Linked DNA regions of Arachis hypogaea: region 1 is linked to region 2. A link is a contact called in public Hi-C data. All regions are on one chromosome and are shown on one strand. Each heading gives the region's core, a stretch centred on a gene start, on an enhancer-like site or on the middle of the called end of the contact. The rest is flanking DNA. Distances are from core to core; before and after follow the strand shown.

Region 1 (4,749 bases), core at 1,405-3,904, 680 kb before region 2:
TGAGGCTTTTAATTCAGCTTTCCTAGCTAAACAGGGGTAGAAACTCATCCGGAATCCAGAATCTCTGGCTGCAAGAACCATCAGGAGAAAATACTATAATAAAAAAATATTTTTGAATGCAGATTTGGGGTTCACTCCAGTTTCACATAGAGAAGTATCTGGCAAGTAAAAGGTGTGCTAGAAATGGGTGGGTTTTGGAGGTAAGTGATGGTAAAGAAATTAAAGTTTGGAAAGATCCCTGGCTACCCAAGCAGAACGGTTCCAAAGCCTGGTCCCCCAACCCATCATCTCTAAGCAAAAATACTAAAGTATATGAGCTTATGAATGAAGAGGAAAAATAGTGGAATACAGAGCTGATAAACCAAGTCTTCCTACCTTTTGAAGCAAAATAAATACTAGAGATCCCAATTTTTAGATCAGAGAAAACAAAAAAGTTCATTTGAAAAAAAAAAAGCAAAAAATAGACTGTTCAGGGTAAAGCTAGCATACCACGAAATTAAAGCATAAAACAGGAATCAATCAACAAATTGGCATGAAAAACTAAGAAAAAAAGGTACCTGAAAATAGATTTGGAAGATCAAAGTCCCCCAAGAACACTAAATTTCATGGAGAGACTGTTGCACAAATCCCTCCCAACTATGAAGAACCATTGAATGCTCACCAATTTGTGAGGGATGCTGGATAGGAAAAGAGACGGAAGAACACCTCTTCAAACACTGCAAATTCGCAAAGCGATTCTGGTTTGCATCACTATCCAATTTAAGGTCTGGAACATGTAGAGAAATTGATTTAAAAGGATGGATTACAGAGATTCTGGGTGAGCTCCAAAAGAAAGAACATGGCTTTTTCTGTACCTTACTAAACCAACTCTGGCGAACAAGGATTTTGATGATTTTTGAAAAAAAAATGCTAACAATTGAGGAAGAAATAAAAAAAGCTTTGATATCCTTCGAAGAATTTTGGAACACCCAAGCTACTATGGAGGAGAAGAGGAAGAGCCAAAACCCACTAATTCCCCTTATGCTGAAGTGGGAGGAGTCACCAAACTCAACGCTAAGAGTTAATGTAGATGCAGCAATTGGTAATAGTAATAGTGGATGTATAGGGGATGTTATTAGAGATAACTTGTGCCAAGTTATGGCAACAAGTCTATAGTAGTGTAATTAAAATTTTAGAGGTTATTTTGGTGTAGGATTCCAATTTAAGAGATCATTTTAGGATTTAATAGACTCAACGAATATGATTAAGTCTAATTGTGTGAAACTCATTCTTTTTAGAATTTAGCTAACATGTTCCCTTAGTTAAGGGTACATGTTAAGTTTATAAATTAAAAAAAATATTATAAATATAAAAAATTAAAATTTTCAATACATTTATTTTACATTCATTAAAAAAAATATTTAAAATTTTTTACTAATAATAAACTTATCATATGTCTTTAAGACACATATTAGTCAAACCCTTCTTTTTATCTAAATACAAATATTATACAAAACAAAAAGTCTAAAAGCAATAGAAAATTAGCTTAATACAATTTAAAATTATTTTATTTTATATTTCTTAGTTATTACTTATCTTATTTTATATTTATTAATTATTATTAATTCTAAATATTTTTTATATTGACAAAGACCTAATTATAAAATTAAAAATAGTACAAGAATATAATTAAAAAAATTATAGGATCTAATTATAAATTTAGTAAAACTATAAAAATCAACAAACTAATTAAAATTATTCGATATAATAAATATATAATTCTAAAAGTTACATACATAAAATAAAAATATTAAATTAAAGAGTAAAGTAATAATTAGATCCTTGAAGATTTTAACTTCGCATTAATTAGTGCCTAAAGAAAAAAAAGTACCAATTTGGTCCTCCAAAATGGCAAACAGTGGACACATGATGTCCTTCTATCAATTAATCAATTAAAACTTAACGTTGATGCTTATACGTACTGTTAATTACTCTGACATGTCTATTTATGAAAGATAGTCATGTAGAAAACAATTTTTGGAATGAAATTTCACTTGTTTTGATAGAATTTATGATAAAAGGTATATGAAAACTCAAAAGATAATAAATGCTTCACTGTGTAAAACTACATTGTTTTCCTACTCATGTGACAATAACGAGACATGCACCACTGTAAATAACAGAATACATGGACAATTCAGTTTTGTTTTGCACTATTTATTGACAGAAAGTCATATATGTGGTCATACATGTCTACCGTTTACTATCTTGGAGAACTTAATTGGTTTTTTTTTTCAAGGACTAATTAGTCCAAAATTAATATTTTTAAAGATCTAATTGTCACTTTACTCTAAATTAAATAAAGTTACTTAAAATTATTGTTAGACTTTGTATAATTAAACAAGTTATAACTCTTTTCTATTTTATTTAGATAGTTCATTTTTGTTTTGTAGTTTGTACATAAGTACATTAAAAAAGGTCTGAAATCCCAAATTAGCCCTCAAGTAAATTATTTTAGTAATGGAAAAGTCTAGGGGACCAGCAATTTTATTGAATTTTGGTCAGTATGTAACCAGCAGAAAAAAGTGAGCTATTAGATGAAATCTCACAACAATCTCACACCATTAAATTATCATTGATGACTATTTGATGGTTACTAATCACAAATGTTACTGGTCCCTAATATTGCTCGTAAGTAATTAGTAGTAGCTAACCTGGGTTGTAGTTTCGTAGCGGATAAGCAGATATATCATATATGATGATCATCTGACCATTTTGTCCTCCTTCATTCCTTCTACCTTCCTAATTCCTAACCCTCCCGGAGAACAATTCCAGTAATCGAAGTTGAATCACCGAATTCCAATGGGAATCGTTGGGAACCTCACTGCAGATCAGCTCCAATCCTTCAATTCTCAAGGTACCCTAAACCCTAACCCCCTTTCTCTTCATAGTTCAAATCCCTAGTCTTCAAACTAAGCTTACACCAATCACCATGTTTTTGCGTAGGTTATATTGTGTTGGAATCCTTTGCCACTGATGACGACATTGATGCCATGGTTCGGAGGATGGACCAATTGGTCAATGACTTTGACCCTTCCTCCACCGCCTCTATTTTCTCCACCAAGAACCAGGTCTAAAGAAAACAAACTTACTTTCATTCTGTTTCTCCTTCTTTTTTGTGTGTTACTTTTTAACTGTAGTATTTACCTCACTCTTGATTGTTTTTATGGATTTCACAGCAAAAGTTGACTGATGATTACTTCTTTGAGAGCGCAGAGAAAATTTCCTTCTTCTTCGAAGGTATTCAAAAATCATTTACTTACACGGGTTTCTTCTAAGATTGTGGAAATGATAAATCCATTCATTTGTTTATTTTCATGAACTGTGTCACTGTAATTCATTCTATTAGATTATTTTCAAGTAGTGTGGATGTTGTTTTTTTATGATGTGACAATCCATGATTGGAAGCTTGTTTTTACAGTAAAAGTGCACTACAAATTAGAATGTCTATTGATAATTGCATGGTTTGGTGATTTCCTCTGTTTTGTGTATTGGCAGAGAAAGCATTTGGGGATGATGGAAAATTAAAGCAACCCAAGCAACTCTCCCTTAATAAAGTAGGCCATGGTGAGCCTTCAATACTCTTGCGCTCTCTGTATATATGTGTGTGTGCGTGCACACCCTCCGGTAGCACTCTTTTAATGATGCCCTTTAGGCTTGTATGTTGAATTAATTTGTTTAGGACAAATTTGTAGAAGGCCATGGTTTTCGTTAATGTGAAAAGACTAAGATTATTCAATTTGGGTTACCCTTTTTAGATGAGACCACATGCTGTTGTACACTGGTGAATGCAAGAAATCTGTCGGTAGCATTGCTAATTCCAAAAATGATTCTGTTCCCTGTGAATCTAACTATCCTCTTTTGGGGGGGTTGGGGCCTGTGGTGTTTGTTATGATTCTGTGCAGCGCTTCACGAGATTGAGCCGGCATTCAAGAAGTTTTCTTCTTCCAACAAAGTTTCTAGTTTGATGTACTCCTTAGGTTACAAGAGGCCAGTAATCATGCAGTCTATGTACATTTTTAAGGTACATTTTCATCTGTCTTTCTGAGGTTCAATTGCTGATCATATGGTTGAAACAACATTTTCTGGTTGTATATAAACATATAAATAAGGAATATTCTAGTGTTGACTATTTTGGTTTCTGGAATTTATGATTACCTGGCATATGAAATTTTAATTGGCAGCAACCAGGTATAGGGGGTGAAGTAGTGCCACACCAGGATAACTCGTTTCTTTATACCGAACCCCAAACATGCACAGGGCTGTGGCTGGCTCTGGAAGATGCAACGGTATTAAATGGTTGCCTGTGGGCAATACCTGGATCTCACAAGAGTAATACTTCCCTCTGTTTGGTATTTGTTCCCTAAACATACATCCATTGCATTGATTTATCAGATCTTGGTCTTTTCTTTGTTCTTTGGCTGCTGTAGAGGGGCTTGTCAGAAGGTTTTTACGGGATGAAGATGGTGTTAAATTTGATCGACCCTCACCATCTTATGATCAAAAGGATTTTGTTCCTATTGAAGTAAAAGCTGGTTCATTGGTTGTCATCCATGGTGATCTTATCCATCAAAGGTTTGTTAAAACGATTCTCTTTGGATGATGTATATCATGAAATATGGAAGGAGAATTGCTGTTGAAGAGGATATGATCCTTATAATTCATCCTTCTCTGCTTTTGTTTACGGATGACAGCTTTGAAAACCAGTCC
Region 2 (4,088 bases), core at 454-2,953:
AGAGAAAAACTTGGTCGAGATACTAGAACGACAATGGTCCTATGTGAGAAATTTATGGACCATCTATTTGTGGTTGTCCTTGTTTTCTCCTTCTTATCAACCACTATAAAATTAGTCATAATGTACATGTTGAACTCCACAATATTTCCTCTCCACATTCGGACCAAAGGTTTAGAAATAAAAGCTTGTATTCTCCTACCCTACAAAAATAAAAGATAAAGGCACGAGAGTATAGTTTAAAACCAAAAACCACAAAAAAAAAGACTATGTGTTACTACAAACTTACCTTAATGTCTTGAAGAACCATTTCTATGCCATTGATCTCATTGGCATTGAACTTGCTTGGAACTTCCCATAGATGGACAACATAAACCTTGAAGTTCCACTAAATCTTTTTTGCATTAACATCCATTAACATATCAAACTCCTCTGCCCTATATGCAGGGATTAATTTGCTCTCAAACAGTTTGTGCTTACTTAGCTGCTTTCAAACACTCGGGTTGTTACAAAAAGAAACTTCAGCCCCTTATATAGGGATGTTTGAAATTTGAAGCTCAATAGACCATGTTTTATCACGCTAGAAAGTCAACTCATTTTCAATAATAAAACATTTCCAAATCTCAAGAAAATCAATTCGACAACCGCCAATTTAACAAAATCAATAACTTACAATATTCAACCTTCTCAAACAGTCAATAATTTCACTAGACAAACAATTACAATCATCTAGAACAACTCAATTCAATCCATAAGACTCACAAAATCATAAAATAAAATATATTTTTTACTCCAATATCTATTTATAACAATTCTGCGATATAAAATAAGTTTTAAAAAAAATTCCTACCTCGACCGCGACTTAACCACACGACAAAGTTCCTTTAAAACCCTTAATTCGCAACAGCAGCGTCAACTCAGTCCATCCTCGCAACAGCAATAGTTCATCAAACATAGCATGCAACAACCAAAACTCAATCCTGAGATAATAACGTCGCGTAAAACTCAATAACTTATAATAGAACACATATTCGCAAGCAGTAAGGATTTCTAAATAGGGGTACTTATTGTAACAAAGGAAAAACGTGGAAACAGAGTAGCAGTGGCACTGGGTAGCAAGGACGTGATGCCGGTTCACCTCCAGCGGTGGCGAGCTCCACCAATGACAATAGTAACGAGAGCAGCGGCGGCAGAAACGGCGGCGGAACCACCTCGCGACGCCTTCTCTCTCTTTGCACGCGTTCTGTCTCTCTCTCCTCATGTCGTTCTCCCTCTTCTCCTCTGGTCAGATCGGCATCGATGGCGATGAGGGGAGCTTCGGCGGCGGTGCAACCAGCAATGAATGGCACGGGTTCGACGACGACGATGGTAGCGGTACCGATGGCGAGATGGTGCGATGAAACCAGAAATCAACACGCAACGGTGGCTTCTCTCTCTCTCTCTCTCTCTCTCTCTCTCTCTCTCTCTCTCCTTGTCACGATGGTGGTGCGCAGTTTGGAGACAACGGTGGCGGCACATGAACGGTGGCTGCGGCAAGGCGGGCTGGACGACGACAGCAGCACGTCCCCTCCCTCTCTCTTTCCTCCGCTCTCCGTTCTCTCTCTTCCCTTCTCCCATTTCTTTGTTTCTTTTGGTATTTGCTGCTACTGGGTTGTGTTTTGGAAAGGAGGAATTGACGGCTATAGTTATGTTGGAATGTTAGGGTTAGGGTTTTTGAAAGGTATAAGGATGGTTTTGTAATTTCTAATAAAAATAGGATAATTTAGTAATTAAAAACTAATTTTAATCCAACAATAAATATATATAAAAATATCATTTATTCATCAACTTGTAAATTTTTTTTAAATAATTACTCTAATTCAAGAATTAGAAATAATAAAAATCAATTTCCTTTAAAATTATAAAATAAAATTAAAAATCTAATTATTCAAATTAAAGCATATAAAATTCTTATTATTATTCAATTACTAAAGTTTTAAATCATAAATAAAGAATTGCTTAATTTGTATATAAAATTTCTTAAAATATAATCTTAATTAAATATAATAATCATAAATAATTTATTATTTAATTTTCAGAAATTTCAAGTCTTACAAAGAGAACTAAATTCCGATTAACTTACTCAAGGTCTTCAATTTAGTCTCCCTTCTTTTGCTAGTTATTAGTTCTCTTGGATCTTTCTTACCAACCACCTCCACTATCACATTTACGCCAGATCAAAAATTAATAAATTAAAATGCTATAACTTTGTAGTATATGTCCATAATACATAATGAATAGCATACCTATTAAGATAGCATCGTCGAGCTTGTTAGCAGCCAACAGCTCTGGAAATGGCTTGAAGGGTAAAGTTTCAAGAGAAAAACTTGGTCGAGCTATTGGAACGACAATGGTCCTATGTGAAAAATTTATGGACCACCTATTTGTGGTTATCCTTATTTTCTCTTTCTTATCAACCACCATAAAATTAGTCATAATGTACATGTTGAACTCCACAATATTACCTCTCTACGTCCTGACCAAAGGTTCTGGGATAGAAGCTTGTATTCTCCTACCCTACAAAAATAAAAGATAAAGCCATGAGGGTACAGTTTAAAACCCCAAAACTACCAAAAATGACCATGTGTTACTACAAACTTGTCGTGGTGTCTTGAAGAACCATCTCTATGCCATTGATCTCATTAACGTTGAACTTGCTTGAAACTTCCCATAGATGAACAACATAAACCTTGAAGTTCTACTAAAGTTTTCTTGCATTAATATCCATTAACATATCAAACTCCTCCACCATCTATATGCAGGGATTAATTTGCTCTCAAACAGTTTGTGCTTACTTAACTGCTCTCAAACACCCAGATTGTTACAAAAAGAAACTTCACCACCCTTACATAGGGGTGTTTGAAATTTGAAGCTCAATATACCATCTTTGACCGCGCTAGGCTCTAATGGGTTTATTCAGTATCACCGATGTATTTAGCTCAGGACACTTGTCATTCAATTGCAACGTCCACTTGTCGAGTAATAAACTATCTACTACATTCTTATTGTCTATTAATAGATGTGATTTTGAGCTTCTAATATTTAAATTCCTTGAGGAACATATATAAAATTGTATCGATATCTTGTTTATTATTGGATCTACAAAGTGATAATTATTGTTTTACCATATTTAAAACCATGAGATAAGACAAAAACAATAAACAAAAATTTTTTATTTGAAATTGTTATCCATTACCTTATAGCTTGGTCTTTATTGTGCATTATGAGTTATAACTCGACTTTATTTGCCTTCATTCTAAGTTTGTAACGGACAATCTTAATAATAACCATTATTCTAATTTAATGACTAACGGTCATAACATCAACTTTATTCATCAACTCTATACGCACCAATTTCTATATCTCAACACTAACACATGATAAGTTCTATTTCATGTTTTACATTCTATAATCATAGAATTATTATAAACATACACACACATGATAAATTCTATTTCATATTTAACATTCTATAATCATAAGATTCTTATACCTCTTAAACACTTACTGATTTGAGCGTCGGAGTGTCTTTTTCAGGTACCCACCTTCCGTGTTCTTTTTGCCGAAGTATATATTCTTTGGAAACGAAGAGATAAGTTCAATTTCCTCTAAGACGATATATATCTCGAAAGTTCATCCACACAAGAACAGAAATAAAAATGAATTGTCTATAAAAACTTTAAAAAGAAAATAAAGAATAAGAATAAGCAAATAAAGAATTAACCAAAACTTAGGAGATTATACTTGAAAAATCAACCTAGGCCAAGCTGTTTTTTTTTTTTTTTCCGTGACGGGGACGGGAGAGAAATTCGCATGAAATTATAAAAATGTTATTTCAACAAAATGAAAGACCGAACATTTGTTATTGTTTTAATGAGAAGGTTTGCAGATATTGGTGACTGGCATTCGGTTATCAATCTCTTCATTAAGAAGATGCTATAAATCTGACAAAAAGAAAAATAAAAAAGTGATTATCTAATGAGGATAATGTAGAATTTTGTCATGAACTAGTGATTGGTACTTTCAGGTTTCATTATTGTATATAAATTGGT

What was found. A called contact is a pair of places that touch in the nucleus more often than the background predicts.
Region 1: a contact with region 2 is called in a Hi-C map of leaf, with 4 times the contacts expected there. The contact joins the promoter of LOC112741998 here to the promoter of LOC112741993 in region 2. A contact is called at or near these places in 2 of 8 Hi-C or Micro-C datasets (both in leaf).

The regions. Positions count from the first base shown.
Region 1 is chr14:38,327,741-38,332,489 of arahy.Tifrunner.gnm2.J5K5, reverse strand. It overlaps LOC112741998 (phytanoyl-CoA dioxygenase), which reads left to right and starts at 2,654. Exons shown (of 9, transcript XM_025791209.3): 1 at 2,654-2,896; 2 at 2,986-3,110; 3 at 3,219-3,279; 4 at 3,538-3,606; 5 at 3,945-4,063; 6 at 4,224-4,371; 7 at 4,470-4,614; 8 at 4,734-4,749. The coding sequence starts at 2,842.
Region 2 is chr14:37,645,187-37,649,274 of arahy.Tifrunner.gnm2.J5K5, reverse strand. LOC112741993 reads right to left here and starts at 1,703. Exons shown (of 6, transcript XM_072214077.1): 1 at 1,136-1,703; 2 at 848-977; 3 at 287-481; 4 at 1-200. The coding sequence starts at 307. LOC112741992 reads right to left here. Exons shown (of 7, transcript XM_025791196.3): 7 at 4,032-4,088.